Linked DNA regions of Hordeum vulgare: region 2 is linked to region 1. Evidence: chromatin contacts called from public Hi-C data. All regions are on one chromosome and are shown on one strand. The core of a region is the stretch at or near the end of the contact, and the rest is flanking DNA. Distances in the headings are between cores, read along the strand shown. Region 1 holds the start of LOC123410562. Region 2 holds the start of LOC123407660 (replication termination factor 2).

What was found. A called contact is a pair of places that touch in the nucleus more often than the background predicts.
Region 2: a contact with region 1 is called in a Hi-C map of leaf, with 4 times the contacts expected there. The contact joins the promoter of LOC123407660 here to the promoter of LOC123410562 in region 1. A contact is called at or near these places in 2 of 6 Hi-C or Micro-C datasets (leaf and seedling).

Annotation. Positions count from the first base shown.
Region 1 is chr7H:58,028,915-58,034,204 of MorexV3_pseudomolecules_assembly, forward strand. LOC123410562 reads right to left here and starts at 2,574. Exons shown (of 8, transcript XM_045103504.1): 1 at 2,154-2,574; 2 at 956-1,036; 3 at 756-790; 4 at 558-666; 5 at 135-223. The coding sequence starts at 2,387. LOC123410678 (CHD3-type chromatin-remodeling factor PICKLE) reads right to left here. Exons shown (of 32, transcript XM_045103617.1): 28 at 4,935-5,064; 29 at 4,710-4,850; 30 at 4,500-4,620; 31 at 4,040-4,104; 32 at 3,508-3,935. The coding sequence ends at 3,648.
Region 2 is chr7H:58,687,476-58,692,765 of MorexV3_pseudomolecules_assembly, forward strand. LOC123407660 (replication termination factor 2) reads right to left here and starts at 3,217. Exons shown (of 1, transcript XM_045100845.1): 1 at 1,746-3,217. The coding sequence starts at 3,068. The coding sequence ends at 2,031.

The sequences.
Region 1 (5,290 bases), core at 1,324-3,823:
TTTAAGAAATTTCACTAGGGGTCTACATACGGAGCAAAATGAGTGAATCTATAGTCTAAAATATGTCTATATACATCCGTATGTAGTCCACTAGTGAAACCTCTAAAAAGACTATTTAGGAACGGAGGGAGTACCAGTTATTGCTGGTCAGCGCTAGTATTTGCTCCAGCCATGTAATTTGTTCCCTGCTAGAATTGCTCATTTTGCCATCATGCAGAAGATCCTTTAACCAAATGAGAAAATCAATCAGAAAGAATCCATAAAGGCCAGCCAATTCCACGATATCGCACAAACTCTCCATATAAAGCAATCCTGGCAGAAATTTAAATTGCAACCATATTGTGCCAAAAAAGATTGCAGAGTCTGAACTAATCAGTGCAAGGGGGATAATAAGGAGGTAAAAAAAAATACTCAAGTAAAGGTAGAATAATTGATGATCATTATTGATTGCAAGATGCTAATATAATCACATACTCAGTGCACAGACAACGTGTTGTTTGTCAGGTACGCTGCCTGCTACAAGAAGTTCAAAACTGTTCACCAATAAAATATAATACCTCAAGAGGCCCTGTGTCAACACCAACAATTTCCAGAATTTGGTCGTATGGCATCTTCACTTTCTTCAAGAAATTACTAACAATCTGCCCATGTGATGCAGTGGAATACCTGAGGATGAAGCGGATTTTCATGGCATACAATGCACACACATTAGAGAGCACACCATATGAGCTTTCAGATAGGAATAACTAGTATACCAGGGGATATTCAGAGCTTGGAAGTGCAGAGAACCCTGGAAGACAGAGAAATAGAGGACAAGTTAGAATTTGGTTTAGTTAGTTGGGCCAACTGAAATCTCTCCTATACCTACTACATCAGTAATGGAGAACGGTATGCTTCACACATTTACACAGTATTTCGGTATTATTACTTTATTAGCAAGAATTAGAGTACTTACATTTTGCCAGAGTGGGTCATCCCCAAATCGGGCAACATCCAGCACTAACTTGACTTCATAAATCTTTGCTGTGCTTTCCATCTTCATAAAAATGCATATATATTCAGTATTAAGAATAAAACCCACAAAACATTGCTAGAATATGAATCTGATGGTGTCTTCTTAAAGACAGGGAAAGAGCAAAATTGTTAACCAATGTCACATGACATAAAACATTCCTAGGCCACAGGAAACATATAAAAACAGAACTGAGTCACTTCCTTTGAGATCCAGAGCACAATATGCCAAGAAAGGATGGTTGGAAAATAAAATGTGCCAGGAAAGGGTCGGTAGAGATCAGACTAATATGTCGCTTAGTTATGTGAACACACTACACTGGATCATTAACTAATAGATGGTCATGACTCAGGTTATCGGTCATGATGGGCACATGTACCTCACTAGGGCGAACATGTTGCATGTTCCATCATCCCAGGTAAGTCCAATGCCCACCCTATAGATTATCACTGGATATCAGTCTTAGATCTGCAAATGTGTAGGCCATCAACTGATTGGGCAGAATCAGTGACATTATGCAACCACTCACCCCCAACAAGGATGGGCCCTTTCGGTGACACATACAGTAAGCAAAATCCATTCAGAATGCCCTTTGTTCTCAATGAAGCCATTTTAGTTAGCAACTAACAAAGACTAGTAGTAATAGACTTCTCCGAATGCTGTGAGCTTCACAGAGATGCTTGGCCATATTGACTGATGAAAAATGTATTCGGCATTTCGGCTACATTACCAATACCAAATACTAGCAATTTTCTATAACAGCATTGCGAGGCAGCAATTAGCAGATACCACCGCTTTTCATAACAGCATCGCGGAGGCGAAGCAATCAACCATCGTGGACGGTTACAATTTCTTCGGTGGCACGCACACTCGGCGCGGTAACTGCAGTTCCTGGCCAGTATCCACGCAGCAGCAGCAGCAGCACACCCTAAACGTACGGAAATGTTACGAGCAGGATGGGGTTAGCCAAAGCGCGCGCGCCCAAACGAATCCGTGGCACCAGGAAGCGATCCCCCCAGCAGAGGCGAACCAGAGCACCCGAAACGATCGCAAATCGAAGGGCGACGCGGAGAGGATGCGGGTGCGGAAGACGAGAAATCGAACGCTGAGATTGCATACAGAGGCGCGCGCACGCACGCACCTGCCTCAGGAGCCGATCCTGGTCAGCGGGCGACCGCGCGCCGCCCGCGACGCTGAGGAAGGAGACGGCTCCGCGGCCGCGCCGCCCGCGGCCGACGCCCCGCGGCCGGAGCTGCGGCTCGCCGAGGCTGAAGGCCGCGTAGAGCGCGAGGCAGAGCGCGGCCTGGACGGCCACCGTGCGGCGCCACGACGGCGGCCTCCGGCCCTGCAGCTCGGCGGCTGATTCCACTTCCATGGCGGGCGCCGGCGCCGTCGCGCGTCGCGGCCTCGTCAATGCCGCTTTGTCTCGCTCGTCCAAGCTGCGGGCGCCCGGGCGGAGACTGCCGTTAAGATCGAGCACCCACCCACGTCCTTTTTTTCCGAATGAGAAAATGATTAAATAATCAGTTCATGTTCCTTTTTTTTCCTCTAGATGAGATCGTTGGTTCTCTCTCTGCATCTCGGATGGTGATCCATGATGGAATATCTTTTGTCGGGGCTCACGTCGTGGTCCCACCAGACTAGGCGTGAGGAGGGTGCGCAAGTGAACAGCTGTCGACTTGTCGAGACATGCCTGCTGGCTTAATCGAGGTTGATGAGCTCCGTTTCCTGTCTCCTCGCCACCTCTTCACCGTCTCGGCTTTGGCCAAAGGGAAATCCATTCCGTTTGAACACGGTGTGGTTTTCCTTGCAGCAAAATTGACATTATTATTTTACTTTTTTCGACATAAAATTGGCATTATTATTTTATTTTATTGCGAGATAAAATTGGCATTATTATGATGCTCTTTTTTAGAACTGGAATAGATTTTCTGTAGAGCAGAAAGCAATGAGCAGAGACTTAAGGCGTACTCTCTGTAAATGTAAAGAGTACTACCTAAACTGTTTTGAGACGGAAGTAATAGTATTTTTTTTACTACTGTACAATTTACTTCCTCCATTCTTAAATATAAGACCTTTTAAAAAAAATACGATAGACTACATGCAGTGTAAAATAAATAAATCAACACTTTAAATTATATCTATATACATCCATATGTAGTCCCTAATGAAATATCTAGGAAGGAGGGAGTATTATTTACACGAATTTAAGATACTATTTGAAATTAAAGAATCTGAAAACACATGGTTTTAAAAGGACAGATTTTACAGAAACCACAAACGCTAATTCGCTCAAACTAGGCACTCGATGCTAAACAGCGTATCTGCGGGTTCTCAAGAAGATTTTTTTTTCCTTGCCACAGTCCTGCAATCTCAAGAGCGTGAGTAGAGTTGTGCTCTTTGCATTGCGTGAGTGGAGGAATGCGAGCTACAACCTGACAAGCAACAGAATACACCACAAACAGTGATAACCTCGCAAGAAAACAACGGAAGTGTACGGGGCAGGAAAATTTGGTATAGGGTAATCATCAGTACTGACTACTGAGTGCCTAACTTTGAGTTACAACAAGGTAAACTAGAACCAGTTTAGTAACTAAACTGAAGGGGGTTTCGATTCAGTTTTCATCCCTACACATTAACCATCGATTTCCATTTTGTCCTCCGGCTTTACAGTCGAAGGGCCGACACCATTTGCCGCCACGGCGCCTGCGTCTTGTGGAGGCTTGGCTTCTTCGACGATGGCATCTACCACTTCCTCTTTGGGGGTAGCAGCGCCGTTCTCTTGGACTCTCAAGACCCGATCAACGTCCTCACATACTTTCTCAAACTGATGGAGGCTGTTGGCTAGACTCGCGGAAGCTGCCTTGTCACCGCAGAACGAATTGAGTGCACGTGCACCGCTGTCTTCAAGCACACCACACATCTGCAAGCATAAAGACAATGGTCAGTCAAGGAAACTATAGGCTTCGGAAGGGGAATAGGCATGTCAGAGGTCGTTAGCTCATGAACACTTGGTTCATTAGGAACCTTGTTGTAAAGATGGGAAAGGTGTGCCTGGTCAGTTGAGCCATCAGAAGCCACTTCTTTGGCAGCTGGAAAGAGGGACACACTTAATGAATAAGCAATGGACATTAACTCACGGAATATACAGTAAAATGAAATGGCATCTATTCAAGTACCACCACACAATATAGCTGTAACGCAACAATAGACAGGGGAACGTCCTGAACCAAAAGAGGTAAACAGAGTTGAGTTGCCACAAATCCAGTGGCAAGGCTAAAAATTACAAACACTAGCACGAGCACCGAACAGTCAAATACAATTTATAAGTCCACCAAGAGAACTATCTATACTGCTAAGATCCCAGGCTAGTCCAAGAACACAAACGTTATAATACATGTGATAACTAAAGACAGGCGTATCTGCATAGATAAGAAAATTAAGAGAGCTGCATATCTAAGAAAATTAAGAGAGAGAAATCACTTACAGATTGGTACAAGAGGGGGAAGTTCTCTCAACACTTCACTGATATCTGGAACAGCTGGGCTATGTCCCATAGGAACATTTTGTTCAGTAAGATCATCAGGAACAGGAGTTTTCGTTTTTATCTGCAAAACCAAAAGATATGAGTTCAATAATTGCTGCACAACAAAGATTAGTCCCAGTGTATGTTTGCGACAGAGATCATGCACCATACCACAGCATATTCAATGTCCAAGCATTTTTCTAGAATATGGTATCTCTTTCTGATAAACTCAACAATCTTTCTCTGGATGTCCCTGTATTGGGATAGGCTTGTTGGGTTCACCTGCACTTCCTGTGTGCTTTCCAGATTTCCCTGATAAAAGCATGCAATTAAATAAATCAAATGGCTCACAGCCTTCTGAATTTAGTTAGGAAATTGATGTGTGCGCGCACTAACATTTGCCTCATTGTTTGACTGAGAGCCAATCAATTCATTAGCAGAAGGAAGATTAAGCTCTCGTCGAGCAGTTTCAAATAGCCCGTTATCTCTGTCATCTGATATGTATTGCCACCTGGCATACCCGTGCCTAATGAAAGAAAAACCAATATCAGTACCATAGATGCTATATTTGTACACCAGCATGTTTGTGCAAAAAAGAAACAAAAAGAAGATAAAGAATGCATTTTCCATTAATTAAAACAGAAGCAAAGCAATATTGATATATTAAAACAAGCCATTCACTTTGAGGGTCGCAAATTCCTATTTTAATTCTTAATCCAGGAGAAAAATATATACTCGTATAAGAATTGAGA
Region 2 (5,290 bases), core at 1,967-4,466, 660 kb after region 1:
ATTACAATATGCATGCGGATCAAAGATATTCGTTCTCGGTCATCGTTGGTTATTGCACATAACCAATGCCTAGAAACCGGTTTGGACCCATAGTTTATAACCGTTTATAACAAAAATGTTTAAACCCATAACCAACTATACCCAAACTGGTTTCTCCACATACCCAAACCAAAACCAAACTAAAAAAAGCTCAACCCAGTAAAACCTAAACCAATCAAACCCAAAGTAATAACCGAACCGTTACACCCGGTTTTCTAATAACCATTCCCAGGTTTAGTCACAACGAGTCGTTTAGTCTGGTACCCCAGCAACTGGATATATTTAAAAGCGACTAGTCGCAACGAGTCGTTTAGTCGATACCCCAGCAACTGGAATATATTTAAACCCGTAAACACTGATTTCTGTTCTCCATGCCAATTCACAAAAGCCATTAATCCAACAAGATTTAGAAATTGCGGCTTTGCAGTGACATTCCAAAAAAGATATAGCAGCTATCACAGAAGCTATTCCTAGTGACGTTTCAATATTAAAAAAAACATAAGAGATAAGGCAAGTATGGAATAAAAAAGGGCAGCCCAGTGCACGTAGCTCCCGCTTGTGCAGGGTCCGGGGAAGGGTCCGACCACTTAGGGTCTATTTTGTACGCAGCCTTTCCCTACATTTCTGGTAGAGGCTGTTTCCAGGACTCGAACCCGTGACCTCATGGTCACAAGGCAACAGCTTTGCCGCTGCGCCACGGCTCCCCTTCAAAGCAAGTATGGAATAAGAAAAACAAACTAATGTGTGTCCAACTACAAATAGTCTGAGGGAGGTACCGCATGTTAACGCAAAATAAATTTGGATGTCTTCTTGATAGGAGCTATTTTCACCATTCCTTCTAAATTTGAACAGAGTTAGACAACTGAGGTGTCAAATTCCTGTGTGTCCAAATCAACTCTAGTCTTGATATCTCAGTAAGTTCATGGCATCCTATGAATCTTTGCAGAATCTTATTCAGCAATGTGCATACAGGGCAGAAGTAGATTGATTATAGCTATTTTGGATCTTTTTATAAAATCCACAATTAGCAAATATGTAAATTCAGCAAAAGCTACATAAGTATGTACGTTACAATTCATAGTATAGCCCAAATGACAAAGGTATAACGAGAAATATAACATGTGTACATTATAAACATGTTATGGAAATAAAGGCCCAAAGGAGAAGGTTTGAAAGAAAATAGGCAAACTTTCACCATGTCCAAGGTTAGCTTGACAGCATATCTAAAGAAGCATGTAAAGAGCAACTACCATGCTAGTATTAATGTGGCGCCAAATGTTCTACCGCTGACTGTCTTCACGCGCATTCCGTACTTCATGGACAACTATACATCAAAACAAGCACAATGCATATTTATCTGTTCAGTAAAGTGGCACAGTCTAGATTACAACATTGAAAATCATAGAAACTGTTTGATTTATCTTGAGAGTCCACTTGCATGTGCACATAAATCAGTCTTATTCAAACAAATTGTATGTAGGATTGCATGACCAAGATACAGTGGAAGTTGCAACAATGAACACTAAGAACCCTTAGGTCTACTAATAGAATAATTGTTGGTCAAAGGATTGGCCTGACGAGACCTAAGATGTGAGTAAATTTGAAACAAAGTGGAAAATTACAGCATTACTCAGACAAATTGCTAGAGAAGACTGGACCCAACAATAAGCGCTAACTGTTTCAACCATTACATGTTTCACAAAGCATTTATAAAAACATATTGCTTCTCTTTGAGTGAAAACTACAGCATTACTCAGACAAATTGCTAGAGAAGACTGGACCAAATGATATGTGCCAAATGTTTCAACCATTACATATTTCACAAATCATTTATAAAAACATATAGCTTCTCTGTGAGTGAACAAGCATAGATAACACCAACAACTAAAACAAGAATACTGGAACTTATGGGCAAGCCATGGTATGAAGCTAATCGCTGAATCAGTACAGGAGGTTCACCTCCATGCCATTGGAATCTCCCCAACATCGATTTAATTCCTTCCCAGGGGGAGTGACCGGCATGAGTATGTTTCCCTGAAATCAGACTTGTTGGAGGAAGTGAAAATTGATGCATACACTTTCTTGTTTGCATGAGCCGGTGCATGATCTGCAGCCTTAAACCGCTTTGCTGGGGCAGCCTCCCCTTTCTTCCCATTCTCCAACTTCTCAGCGTCTGCAACCGCAGAAGCAGCAGCAGCATGCTTACTCCCACTGAGCCCATTCGACAGCTTCTTATCCTTCTTCTCCTTCAGCTTCCCTCTCTCCTCCTCCATCCTCTGCCTCAGCACTTCCACCTCCTCCTCGGTCCCATTGATGGGCATCTTGTCCACCTCAACGAACTCCTTATGGCAGACCAAACACGAGGACGACTTCACCTCCTTGAGAGCCTTCACGCTCAGCACGTGGCCGCATCCACGGAGGGCAAGGAACTGGGACTTGCCGTTGAACTCAAACCCGGTGACCGGGCACTGGAAACGGACCTCCTGGTCCGCCGCGTTGGGCTTGGGGTGCAGGTGGATGGGGATCATGTCCTTGAGCCCGCGGATGTGCGAGAGCGCCTTGGGCAGGCGCTTGTGGATGAGCGCCTCGACGAGGGCCTCCTTGTTGAACAGGTTGCCCAGCCGATCCACGACGGCGGGCGGGGCAAGGGGCTCCCCCGAGAGCGCGCAGCAGGTGAAGCGGGAGAGGCGGGCCTCGTTGGGGTCGGCCTTGTCGGGCTTCTTCGCGAGGTACATGGAGAGGTAGCAGTCGCGGGACTCGGCGCAGGTGGACCCGCCATCGCCGCCCCCGCCGCGGAGCGCGCGGAGGCGGAGCTGGAGCGAGCCGGACGCCGCGAGGGAGGCGACGGGCGCGGAGGGCGCGAGCGGGCGGCCGTCGGTGGTGAGGTAGAAGGAGGAAGTGGGGAGGGGGAGGAAGCTGAGGAGGTCGGAGACGGGGAGGTGGGACGCGACGGTGAGGTACCGCGACGGAAGGGACAGGTCGTCGAGGCGGAGGACCACGGCCCGGGTCGCGCCGGCGGCGGGCGCCATGGCTGGTGCGAGGCTAGGGCTAGAGCTAGGGTTTCGATGCGCCGGATTCGGGAGCGGAGGTGGCTAACGGAGACAATGGGGAATCGGGATTGGTTCCGTGCGGGTGGCTCCTACTCCTATGGGAAAGCTGGACGCGGAGGGACATCGAGAGACGTCAACTCTGACGTCTCTAGTCTGTACCGAGTACCGACGGTGAGGAGGTTCGGCACGCGGAGTGTGCTCGGTTTGCCTGGGGCCTTGGGTTGGGAGTTTTGGACTGAGCTCGACTCGGGCGGGCTCAGTTGATGCTCACTGCGTTTACTGGCCCGATCCCCTCAAAAAACAAATGCTGGCCCGATCAAGCTGAATCTGGGTTGGGCCAGCCAATTAGCAAGCTACCTGCTATAGCGAGGATCCTCTCTCTCCCGTGCGCGGGCGTGCGTCTCTATGTCTCGCCTTCGGCATTTCCTATTTGACGCCACACGCGTTAGTTCACGTGTATTTTTGTTAACCGACGCCTGTGACATTTGTAAATGGGCTGACCCATTTAAGCATCGGTTGACGGTTTATTTTTTTGTGATTTTTCACATGGGCTCGCGGTGTATCATAATGGGCCGGCCTAGTTGAACGCACCATGTGCAATGGCGCATCTGTTTGCTGCAAAAGCGGCAAATAGGAGCTTTCAATTAGCTAGCAACCTGCTATAGCGAGGATCCTGTCTCTCTCCCGTGTGTGGGCGTGCGTCTCTATGTCTCGCCTTCGGCATTTTCTATTTGACGCCACATCCGTTAGTTAAGATGCATTTTTGTTAACTGACGCCTGTGACGTTTGTAAAAGGGTCGACCCATTTAGTCATCGGTTGACGGTTTATTTTCTAATTCTGTGAACTTTTTTTAATGTCATTAAAAAGATCAACGGATATTTTTAAGATTGATGAACTTTTCTCTGAAAATCGATGAACCTTTTCTAAAATATTAAAATTCTATGAACTTTTATGAATATCAATGAACTTTTTTGAAATTTGATGAACATCTTTTTGAAAATGGATGATTTTTTATCAAAATTGATGGACTTTTTAAAGATTTATGAACTTTTTTTCAGTTCAATGAACTTTTTCTAAAAATACATGAAATTTTTTGAATTTCTATGATTTTTTTCAAATTTGATGAAGTTTCTAAAAAATTAATGACTTTTCCCAAATTTGATGAACTTTTTTAAAAAACTGATTAATTTTTTTCAGAATTGATGAACCTTTTTTAAAGAAATGAAGTTTTTTGAAATGAATGGACCTTTCTTTAAATCTGTAAACCTTTTTTGATTTCATATTTTTATTTTGGTAAAAAATAGAAAATTTGTGCATTTTTTCCTACTGGATCAACGGAAAAAAAACAGATCGAAAAACTGAACAGCATGCTAGTGGGCTGGTCCATGCGAGCGACATTGCACGCGCTGGATTGTTAACGGACGCGTGCAGCGCTGTATAGGAGCTCCCCTCGCCTTCAGCAAGTCCACTTTCGGACTCGCTGAAGGGGCGACCGAGATGGACCAGCCCACGCGCGTGGCAAGCCAGAGGCTCATTTTTTTTTATCTCTTTTCTGTTTCACATCACAAAAATATGTCCATGATCACTAGTTGTGGTCTTTGCGGTGTAGAAGACTCTAGGCAACATTCTTTGTTACACTTCAATGTCGCGTGTTGTGTGTGGGCATTGTAGGACCCGGTGGAAGTTCTTAATAATGTTAGAGAGCCGGATGCAAGCGTTGGATATTCTCAATGATGGATGCGCTATCACATGATGATTTTGTCGAGGTACTTGTCACCCTTTGGGCAATCTAGTATCCTCGTGGGGCAAGCACTACATGAACAGATATTCCAAAGCCCACATGCGACTCATGGCTTCATAATGAGATACATCAAAGAGTTGAATGATTGCAAACCAAAGAAGGCTACTGCGACAAGGTTGATTGTAGGAAGACAACCTCATCTGAGGTGGATCCCACCGGAGCAAGGCATAGCCAAGATTAGAGTGGACGGTGCGGTCTCTCTTGCGTCTGATGATGGAGCCTATAGCGCAATGTGTCATGATTTTACCGGTACCTACTTGGGTGCTTCAGTGGTAGGATGCTCAGGTATCATGGGTATGGCGGTTGTGCGGCTTTGGTGTTGATGGTGTTAGGAAGGACTGATGTGTGAGAAAAATTTCATGATGTTCCAGATCTTTACACGAGGACGAGTCTGGTGGA